2 separate regions of the Muntiacus reevesi genome follow, and region 2 is linked to region 1. A link is a contact called in public Hi-C data. All regions are on one chromosome and are shown on one strand. Each heading gives the region's core, a stretch centred on a gene start, on an enhancer-like site or on the middle of the called end of the contact. The rest is flanking DNA. Distances are from core to core; before and after follow the strand shown. Region 1 holds the start of ADO (2-aminoethanethiol dioxygenase). Region 2 holds the start of NRBF2 (nuclear receptor binding factor 2).

Region 1 (5,582 bases), core at 1,198-3,697:
GTGTTTTACATATGTATCTTAATATTCCATTTTATAGATGCTGCTGCTGCTGCTGCTGCTAAGTTGCTTCAGTCGTGTCCGACTTTGTGCGACCCCACAGACGGCAGCCCCCGTCCCTGGGATTCTCCAGGCAAGAATACTGGAGTGGGTTGCCATTTCCTCCTCCAATGCATGAAAGTGAAAAGAGAGACAGTCGTGTCTAACTCTTAGCGACCCCATGGACTGCAGCCTATCAGGCTTCTCTGTCTATGGGATTTTCCAGGCAAGAGTACTGCAGTGGGGTGCCATTGCCTTCTCCGATTTTATAGATGAGCTTCAGCTAAATAAGTACATACAACTACTAAGAAGTAACAGGTTTGGAAATCGAATACACCTGTATGTTTAGACTAAAGTCTGTGATCTATGGAGTCATGGGTTGTGTTGTACAAGTCACTTCAGTTGTGTCTGCCTCTTGGCAACCCTATGGACCATAGCTCAAGAGGCTCCTCTGTCCATGGGATTCTCCAGGCAAGAATACTGGAGTAGGTTGCCATGCCCTCCTCCACAGGATCTCCCCAACCCAGGGATCAAACCCAGAGATAGTGCCACCTGGAAAGCCCATGGAGTCTACACCTCCCACTAATTATACCTTAATAGAAATAAAATCAATAAATAAAATCTTTATTTTAGGTTTTTTTTAATGGATAGAGGGCATTTTTCTCTTAAATATTCCTCACTTTAGAAAAAGACTGCATGGAATTTCATTACATGGTGAATTTTGACAGTATATTTAAGTACCTTAACAATGACCGGGATTCTCTGATGGCTCAAGTGGTTAAGAGTCTGCCTGCAACTCAGGAGACATAGAAGACACAGGTTCGATCCCTGGATCAGGAAGATTCCCCTAGAGGAGGAAATGGCAACCCATTCCAGTATTCTAGCCTGGAAAATCCCATGGACAGAGAAGCCTGGTGGGCTACAGTCCATGAGGTCTCAAAAAGTCAGACACAACTGAGCAGCCCCAGTGCATAGCGGTTTGTGTTCTTCCAAAGGACCACTGTACCTGACCATATATAATGAACAATGACATGGTAACCCTGAAAACAAATAAACCTTATAACTGCTCTTCTAAAACAATCACTATCTTCAATCAAAATCACTAAATATGAAGAACTGTTCACTATTTACAGATCAGTGGTTCTCAAACTGGGCTGATAACTAAGAATCACTCAAGGAGCATCTTAAACATAAAAATTCTGGGCTTCACAGCAGTTCTTCTGAATTGGGGTTTGACCCCCAAATGTTTACTTTTATAAAGCTTCGCAGGATTTTCTGAGGAGTAAGGAGAATTCAGAATGTCTGTTACTCTGATTCCAGATTCTACAAGTGACTACATTGAGGACATAAAAGGGTGAAGTCTGCTAAAGACAGACAACTTGCAAGTAGCACAGTAGGCTGGAAAAACAATATCCTAATCTGCGTTTAATGCTTTCAACAAATCAAACTGCTGGTTTCGATCAAACGGTACTTATTTCTGTGCTGCTGCTCAGGCCCTGGCAATAATTCACTATCCTCTTGCAACTTATTTTCTCATCTGCAAACTGGGAATAATAATAATGCCTACCTCTTAAGAACTGCGGTGAGGATTAGTATATTCATTAGGTAATGCTCCTAACACAACGCCTGGCATATACTGAGTGCTCATTAAATAGGTTACATAGCCCATTGAAAGAGCATGCCTTTTTTTAATTAGGGAGAATTTACTAAACCACTCCAATTACAAAATGAGTAAGAAACCCATGTTTAGCTTTGGAAATCCAAAAGGACTTTCAACTCGGGGTAAGGTTAAGATCAAGAGCTTGCCTGATTCTCTCACAACAGTTTCTCATAGGATGCCTCAGAATCATCTAGTGAACCAATCTCTGAACGAAGACGGACGCTGTATCTTTAGAGTAACTCCCCTCCTCCCCTAACGAGGTGTTTCTTATGCAAACTCAGGTTTGATAACCGTTAGTATTCAGAATCAGTGACCAAATGTCCTCTCAAGCTCCAGCAAAAAAACCTCCTGTGTTCTGTAACCAGAAGAGCAGCGTCATCAGACCCTGATGCAAACAACAGCTGGGGACAGCTGTGGGGAGTAACTGTGGTGACCCTCTCATCTCCTCAGAAACAAAAATTTAAGAAAGCGCGGTTCAGCAGACAGTGCTGCCCGTGCAGCCACAAGGAGCTACAGTTAACTCAGCCGACTCCTTCCCAGGGCTAAGGCCACAGGAAAACGACCTTGGAGGGTGTACTAGGCCTGAATGGCGCCAGGTTAACAACCCTCTGGCCCGCTTCCGGTGACGGCCAGGAGCCTACACTACACCACAAGCCAGACGACGGAAGTGCGTCACCCCAACATTCCGAGGGATGCCGGGAGTTGTAGTTAATTGGCTGTTTCTCTTGTGCCCCAATTCGCCTTTCTTCTAAGAAGCAAACACCTTGGAACCTTAATGCAGGTCGATTTATGACCCACAAATCTAATCCTTCACTTTTCCAGATGACAAAGGGCGCTCTCTCAGAGCGCATGCGGAATACCGGACCACAAGTCCCAGCATGCTCTGCAGGGCGCCGGGAACCCCTAATCACCGTCGTAGGTGCGGGCCGCATGAATGGAGCTTCTGGCGTAAGGCAAAGCCCGCCACCGTCCGCGCGGCCGGTACCTGCTCCCAGAGCGTGAGTGCGGATTGTGGGCCGTGCGCGTGCGCGCTCAAAGCGGGGCGCGAGGCGGGCACGCCCGGCCGTTGCCGGCGCGTGGCTGCTGAGGTTGGCGGCTGTAGTGCCGCGCGCCCGACTGACCGGTAGCTGCGGGGCCTCAAGCCCCGCTCCGGGCTGCGGGCAGTCGTGGCGGCCGCCGGCGACCGCAAGGGGCGGAGGAAAGCTGGGGGCGGAGGGGGGCGGCCTCGGCACGCAGAGGAACTGCAGGGCATGCCCCGAGAAAACATGGCCTCCCTGATCCAACGGATCGCCCGCCAGGCGTGCCTCACCTTCCGGGGCAGCGGGGGCGGCCGCAGCTCTTCCGACCGCTGCGAGGCGCCAGGCCCGGAGGCGCCGATACAGCAGAGCTTCCCGGAGAACCTAAGCAAGCTGAAGAGCCTGCTGACCCAGGTCCGCGCGGAGGACCTAAACATCTCCCCGCGTAAGGCCACGCTGCAGCCGCTGCGGCCCAACCTGCCGCCCGTCACCTATATGCACATCTGCGAGACCGACGGCTTCAGCCTCGGCGTGTTCCTGCTCAAGAGCGGCACCTCCATCCCGCTGCACGACCACCCGGGCATGCACGGCATCCTCAAGGTGCTCTATGGGACCGTGCGCATCAGCTGCATGGACAAGCTGGAGGTGGGCAGCGGGCAGCGGCCGCGGGCCCCGCCACCAGAGCAGCAGTTCGAGCCGCCTCTGCAGCCCCGCGAGCGGGACGCGGTACAGCCGGGCGTGCTGCGCTCGCGGGCGGAGTACACGGAGGCCAGCGGCCCGTGCTTCCTCACGCCGCACCGGGACAACCTGCACCAGATCGACGCCGTGGACGGGCCCGCCGCCTTCCTGGACATCCTGGCCCCTCCCTACGACCCTGACGACGGCCGGGACTGCCACTATTACCGAGTGCTGGAGCCTGTCAGGGCCAAGGAGGCCTCCGGCTCGGCCTGTGACCTGCCCCGAGAAGTGTGGCTCCTGGAGACCCCGCAGGCCGATGACTTCTGGTGCGAGGGGGAGCCTTATCCAGGTCCCGAGGTCTTCCCTTGAAGCCGCCGGCGCCCGAAAGCGGTGGGCCGAACACTTGCCCTACTCAGATCTAGGCTTGGCTGGCCGCGACCCCATCACAAGGGCTTTCTTCCTTCCCCCAGCCTGGGTGTTGGATCTACTGGAATGGGCAGTAGCCGCTTCCTCGGAAGTCTTGGGAAGCGCGGGCGACTGGATTGCAACCACCGGGCACGGTTTTGGGGGCGGAGTAGGCGGGGAAGCTAGGTTGTTGCCTGCCTCTGTCACTGCCACTGGGGTTTGAATTGGGGGGAGGGGGCGGGGGCAGGGGACTTATCTGAAGTGCTTCCATCTTAAAGCCATAATGAAAATTTTCTTTCCTCTGTTCACATCCTATTCAAAATACACAAAGTGGTTTTCTCCGACCTCCTCCGGGTAAATAGGGTTTGTTTTCCACTTGTGTCCTTTTACTGCTTATTATTATAGTTCTAACTTATTGACTTTGCATGACCTAGTGGTTTGAATAGTTTTTAGTTCAAGTCATTGGTAAAAACTAGGTTTAAAGAGATGAGCTGCTATTTAAAGTAAGCTGTCCGGCCTAATTAAGTTTTGTGAAAATTAAATCCGTTTTTTCAGAGTTGAGGGATTACACTCAAACTAACTATGCATGTAGAGGATAAGATTTTTTTCTTTCCTCCCCTTGCCCAGTAACCATATCTCGATTTCGCTGGCAGCAAAAACTAAGCAATTCAAGCACCTGTATATCTCAGTGACAAATGATCACTTAGGGCTTCCCCACTGAGTCTCCAGATCGAGAGTTGAGCAGATGTTTTTATTGCAGGTTCACGTTCAATGCAAAAACTGTATTATCCTTAAGTGACTTTTATGTCTTAGTGTACTTTAGGAAGTAATAAAGTAATTCTGTATTTTCTAACCAGAGCTGAATCAGTATGCTTCCAAACAACTGAATGTAAAACACTGGTAGCCAGCTGTTGAATTCTGTGTGCCCCTCTTTACTTCCAGTATTTCCCTGCAAAAGTAGAGGAAACATTGATGACTCTTTCAGATTCTCTCAGGAGCTCTAAGGTTCCAGGGGCTGGTGGTTCCAGCTGTGTTGTTGGTGGCAATGTTCTTAGGACAGTTCCTCTCAAATAGAAGAGAGTCAGTGCTTGCTTCATTTGGGCTGAGTTTTCTGCAGGAAGAGAGGCACAGAAGACCAGGGCTAGAGAACTGAGAATTAACTATACTGCTAGCCACTTTAGGGCACCCAAACTTGGGACAAAACACGTCCCACTCCGAACCTCTTGAACAATAGTGCTATCTGTGACTAGTTTTATCTTTGTCCTTCTAATAGGCTGAGCAGCTTGACCTTGTTTACAAATGTATTGACACCATTTGCTTCAGTCCAAGGAACACTCCCGTTTCCCCCTTTTTACTATTTATAGGATTCCTTTTTTCACAAAACTTTTAATAAAAACAAACTGTAGAAATAAATACATTAAAATTTGCCCAGCTGTTGTCTAAGCCCTCTTGATTGACTTACCCAGGTGGTAATTGAGTTCTAATATCTGTAATAGAGAGGGATTTGCTATTGGTGGAAAGGGATGACCCTGTAGGGAAGCAGTATGTGCCTTTCCCTCTTTGCACACTGAGTTAGAGGCTCAGAGTGAAGGAAGTTTTGTTCCCAAACTTAGAATGGAAAAGCAAATTCCTAATGATTTTTCTTAAAAATCAAAGAGATGGTACTCAACATGATACGCCACTCTGCTGTAAAACCTCACAGAGGTATAATGCATTAGCAAGTTGCTAAGTTGTTTTATGACAGTGTCCCATTCTGGTGTGATTTATTATACCTTAGGGGGAGTTTG
Region 2 (5,536 bases), core at 2,229-4,728, 320 kb after region 1:
TTTCATTCCTTTCTTTCCTACCACTCAGTTTCTAAGTCTTCTCTTACCAGCATTTATTTAAAAAGTAATCAAACTCCATCTTCTAATAGCTCACGATTCCTTTGGCTCTTTCTCAGTATGTGGCTATTCTGTTCAAAACAAAATCCAGATAGATTAGGATTTTGCATCTGAGTGTCCAAGCAAGGGGTAGAGCTGGAAATTTGAGGTCTGTGTAATTGGAGATGGTGAATATAATGTCTCAAGAGCTTTGATTATAGACGTCTTGATGTTCTGACAAGTCTGAAAATAAAATATAGGTGAAAACTGTTTCTTTTGTGTCTGACCCAGCACAGATCAACAGGTGAATTATCTTTTACAGATAGAATTAAGGCAGTCCTACTGGTGTACCAGCGGATGCATGGTTCAAGGACATTGGGGATTCTGGAGAATTCTCTTCTGCTCCCTTATTTGAGAAACGTCTAATGCAGAACTGGTTAAATTGTTGCCTTTCTGCCTTTATTCTATGGACTTTTCCCTAGTATCGGCTTACTGGTAAGAAACCTGCACTGAAATTCTACTTTCCTTGGCTTCCCCTCTGTTGAACTTTGTTGAATAGAATGCCTGACTCCTGCCTAACTTGGCTCTCTTCATCTTGGCTCAGGCTGAAGCAACTGGACAGCTTGGCCCAGAGTCCAGCGAGTTCGAGACTACAAACTCGTGGCTACCCTGCCTCTCCCTCACATGGGCTGTTCCTGCCCAGCCTGGTTTGTGAGTAGTTTTTGGCAACTACCCCAGAGAATAGAGCCACTAACAATAGCAACTCTCTTTTTAGCTCAAATCTCTTGGTACTCAGGACTATGAACTTAGGAAAACCTAAAATAACCTATGTAATTACAGTGGGTTACCCTAAGAGTCTATTTCTGCCATTACCAACTCAGGATGTCACTCCAGTAGATATTTAGCTGCTCACAGTGGAAAGAGTACTGGGCTTATGGCCAGACAGACCTAGATTCAAAAACTAACTCGGCTGTTTACTAATTTTATGACATTGGGTAAGCCACTAATTTGAATCTGTTGGAACTGAATGAGTGCCCACCTATACATATAAATGCTTGGAAACCTGCAGAGTGTTATACAAGGTTAAACCATTGCTACTGGGAAATGGGGATAAAGTTTTTAAAAAACTTAAATCTTCAAGAAGCAGATTAATCAACTTACCCTTTGTTCCATACCATAGTGTAGCGTTAGTCACTTTGTCGTGTCCAACTCTTTGTGACCCCATGGACTGTAGCCCGCCAGGCTCCTCTGTCCATGGAATTCTCCAGGCAAGAATGCTGGAGTGGGTTGCCATTTCTTTCTCCCATTCCATACCATGCTCAGTTTTAAAACTACAGGTCGTTTCCACTTAAAGGCAGTTTTCCCCCTTGGAAAATGGGGGAATGATTTGACAGTTCCTTTTATATCAAGGAATGACAAAGCAAGAAGATGAGTCCTTATACCTAATTAGTACAGGAAAGAGTGTTATCCACTTATGTGCTAACTGTGCAAGCAAACTGCCTTTCTCTGAAGTTTAGCCATTGTTTTTATTACTTACATTTTTATCTTATGTGTAGGAAAAGAGATTGGTTCTTCAGAGTTAGACATATTTTTATACTTTCTCACTACTCTTATATAAACAGAGCAGGACCCTGTTTATACAGGACTCTGTTTGTACCTACTGGGTACAGATCCTTTCCGTGTTTCTTGTTTGCAGGAAATAAGCTTCATTCAGCCTCCTCAACCTTCCCTGGGTTCCAAAGGGCACATTCTAACAGGCCGATAAACAGGAAAGGGAGGGAATGTAGGAAGAAAGGAGAAGTCAAGAAACAATAGAGCAGTCCTAGGGTAGGCTCCTGGTTCCAGCCAAAAATGACTTCTCTCGTGTCTAAGAAAGTGAAGCCTGGTTCACTTTCTCCAGGGACCACCCCTGCCCCTGCAAGCCACATGGCATGGCCAGAAAAACAAAAATAAAAACAAGAAAGCTCTGCCTGTGGATTTTACCACCTTGTAGGGGTCTTAATGGGCTTCCCAGGTGGTGCTAGTGGTAAAAAAAAAAAACCCGCTTGCCAATGCAGGAGACACAAGAGACACAGGTTCAATCTGTGGGTCTGGAAGATCTCCTGGAGGAGGGAACTGGCAACCCACTTGAGTGTTCTAGCTTGGAGAATCCCATGTATAGAGGAGCTTGGCAGGCTATGGTCCACAGGGTTGCAAAGAGTTGGACATGACTGAAATGACTTAGCAAGCATTCAGGGGTCTTAATAGTTTTCCTGGCCTTATAATAAATTACCACAAACTTAGTGGCTTAAAGCAACACACATTTATTACCTCACAAATTCTATGGATCAGGAATTCAGAAATGCTTTGATGGGTCCTCTGCTCAAGATCTCACAAGGCTGCGTTCAACCTATAGGCCAAGGTGGTGTCCTCTCCCAAGTTCACAAGGTTTTTGTGTGTGTGTATTTTTTTTTTTGCCATGGGGTTGTAGGATCTTAGCTACCAGACCAGGGACAGAACCTGTGCCCTCCACAGTGAAAGCCTGGAGTCCTAATTACTGGATCACCAGGTTAATTCCCAAGCTCAGAAGGCTTTTGAAAGGATTTAAGTGGCAGAATTCATGGTGCCTCTATCACAACAGTTTCCTTTACAGCATAAATCACATTTTTTTAACCAGTGAATTCCTGAACAGAAAGAACTCACTGTAGTGGTCTGACACATAATTGTTGAATGAATGGTATATGGTTATGGTATATATGGTATATGGTTACTTGAGACCCATATTATTTTCTTACTGATTTGTTAGCAACTTGAGGGCACAACCCTGAATCGTTTGTCTTCCTCCAACAGAGCCTAAGCCAGTGCGTGTTCTGGTGATTAAGTGGCTAAGTCGTTTCCGACCCTTTGCGACCCCATGGACTGCATGTACCCCACGAGGCTCCTCTGTCCATGGGACTATCCAGGCAGGAATACTGGGGTGGGTTGCTGTGTCTTCCTGCAGGAGATCTTCACGACCCTGGGAGCAAACCCGTGTTTGTCCCTGGTCTGGTGGCTCCTGCAGCGCAGGCAAGTACTTTACCGCTGAGCCACCATTGCTCAAATCTCATTTCTGCGGGGGGAAAAAAAAATCAGGTGCAACAACAAAGCCCGAAGCCTGAGAGCAAGGGAGGATCTGGCAATACTGGGTGAATTTGTGAGAAGTTACGCTGGAAGGACGTAGGAGAGACCGATAGCAGAAGTCGGCCACTTAAAATCCTACACAGCTATACCTCTGCAGGCGACGTTTGACTCTTCAAGCTGAAGCTAAGCTTCTCGCGAGAGGAAAGACGGACTGCGAGAAAGTCTGTTCATGCCCCGCCTTCCTTGAGCCCCACCCACTCCCTGTCCTCACTCCCACCTTGAACGAGCTGCGTGTGACGTCGTGACGCGTGCGTGGCCGTGGCGTAGGAGGCGGGCCCGCGACGCGGCGCCGGAGGAGGAAGTGGTGTGGTTGTTGCTCCTCCTGCGCCCGCTGCTGGCTCTGGGGGCGCGGAGTGGGGCCACAGTCGCCGCCGCTGCGTTCGCGCTCTCCAGCTGTTCCCCTCCATGTGCCCGGGCTCCGTCGCTCCCCTTCCTCAGGCCGCCGCTTACCCCGGGGTCTATGGAAGTAATGGAAGGACCCCTCAACCTGGTGAGTGGCCCGCAGAGTGTTGCGTCGGCTCTCGGGCACCTTTGCCTCAGGACCCCGTCTCGGCGTGCAGCTGACTGGAGGCCGGGAAGCTGGTTTGGCGCGGGGGATCCTAAAATCTGGGGGGTGCAGACAGGCTCGGCCCTACAGAGGCTCCAGCCAAGCAACCTCGGGGATCCCTGGGAAGCTCCTGCCTCCTGTTCCCGCCGCCTTCAGGCGCCCCCTGCCCCAGGGCTCTGGGCGAGGGGCTCCCACCAACGGGGGCTGCCACCTCTCCAGACCGGAGGAAATGCCTCCAAGCGCCACGTAACCACCTCTTTGCAGCCTGCAGAGACACTAAGCCGGCTGGGGCAGAAATGGTGTGTAATACTGGTTCTAACTAATAACACAGGGTCTGAAGTCTGAGCGTCCCCACTGTCGAGAAATCATAAGCTCTCACCTCCGTTTCCCTTCACCCATTCCTCACCTGTGTTCACATGCATAAACTGAGACTTTCCTTTCTCACATAAATTAGAGAAAGTTGGGGGGAAAAGACAGGGCTGTGGCTGTTGTTAGCTCAGTTTCATCTCTAGGTATCATGAAAATATGGTAGATGTTTACCTTTCTCAGAAAAAGCATTGATAACTCATAATTATGTTTTTAGGCACCTCAGGTGTAGCGATTTTAAAACAAGAAACACGAGTTCTTTTCTGCCTGGCCACTGTATCTTTTGGTTTTCCAGAGAGGTCTATTTTGGATATAAAAGTGGGATTACTTAAAGTTGTAGACAGACAAGGTAACTTTTTTAAGTTCAACTATGATAGTGGGTTTGGAAAAAAGAACATATGGAAAATTGTTTGTTTCTCACGTTGGAACCCTGAGAACACGTGTGGGAGAGCTCTGGGCTGGAATCAAACCATTCTGTAGAGAAGCAGTACAGTCTTATGGATTAAGAGTATAGATTCTGGACCTAAACTGCTTGGATTTGAATTCTAACTTTGTCACTTAATAACTATATGACCTTGGGCAAATTAGTTGATCTCACTCTTTGTGGTTTGTTACCAGGATTAAGAGAGTAAATAAGACGTGAGGAGCCTAGAACAGTACCTGGTATGTAATGAAGTGTAAGAGTTAGTTATTACAATAATCAGACCAAAACTCTTAATTTAGAAATCTCACTTGGACTTGGTGAGCTTAAAAAGTTAAAGATTCTAGGACCTAAAGCTATGGTTCCCAGATGGCTGGTGCCAGGTTAACTGCTATGAGAAGTGCTTTCCAGTTTTACTGTTGAGCCCTGCCCCCATTGGTAAGAGTTGTTTACAGTTTAAAAAGAACCAGACTAGATTTGTGATTTTTTTTTTTCTTTAAAACCAGGGAAATGTCTTGCACTTTCTTTGGTTTTAAGGTGACATATACTTGGCAGTGAAATATAATGGATGGCTCAGTACTGAAACTTGACAGGAACATTATTAGAAATAACCAGCAGTTCACAGAGTGCTTCAGAGTTCAAGTGTCCTTGCAAAATGACCATTGGTTCAGTTCCAGTTAACTTCACTTTATTTGCCTGCTTGCTTCAGCATAACCCCAGCCAACTGCCCCACTAGTGTGTGGTAGCTTATGAAAAGACTTGAACTGGGTGACAGTTTAGATGGAGCAGCAGAATCACCAGTTAGGAAAAATTAGTTGACTTGGTAGTGGTATTACCTGTTTATAGAAGGGAATTTTGAATAGTCTTACTAAGGAGTCTAGCATAAATCCATAATCCAGCCATACAATTTATGTGGGCAAGTATCAGAAATTTGGCATCTTGAATTCTTAAGCCATTTGAGATTTGAAAGATTTAAGTTTTAGATCTAGTGTTTAATGGAAGAGAAC

What was found. Hi-C and Micro-C count contacts between places; a contact is called where the count stands out from the background.
Region 2: a Hi-C map of blood shows a contact between it and region 1, with 2.0 times the contacts expected there. The contact joins the promoter of NRBF2 here to the promoter of ADO in region 1.

Annotation. Positions count from the first base shown.
Region 1 is chr2:98,541,113-98,546,694 of mMunRee1.1, forward strand. It overlaps ADO (2-aminoethanethiol dioxygenase), which reads left to right and starts at 2,448. Exons shown (of 1, transcript XM_065922413.1): 1 at 2,448-5,582. The coding sequence starts at 2,947. The coding sequence ends at 3,759.
Region 2 is chr2:98,856,549-98,862,084 of mMunRee1.1, forward strand. It overlaps NRBF2 (nuclear receptor binding factor 2), which reads left to right and starts at 3,479. Exons shown (of 3, transcript XM_065922416.1): 1 at 3,479-3,685. The coding sequence starts at 3,601.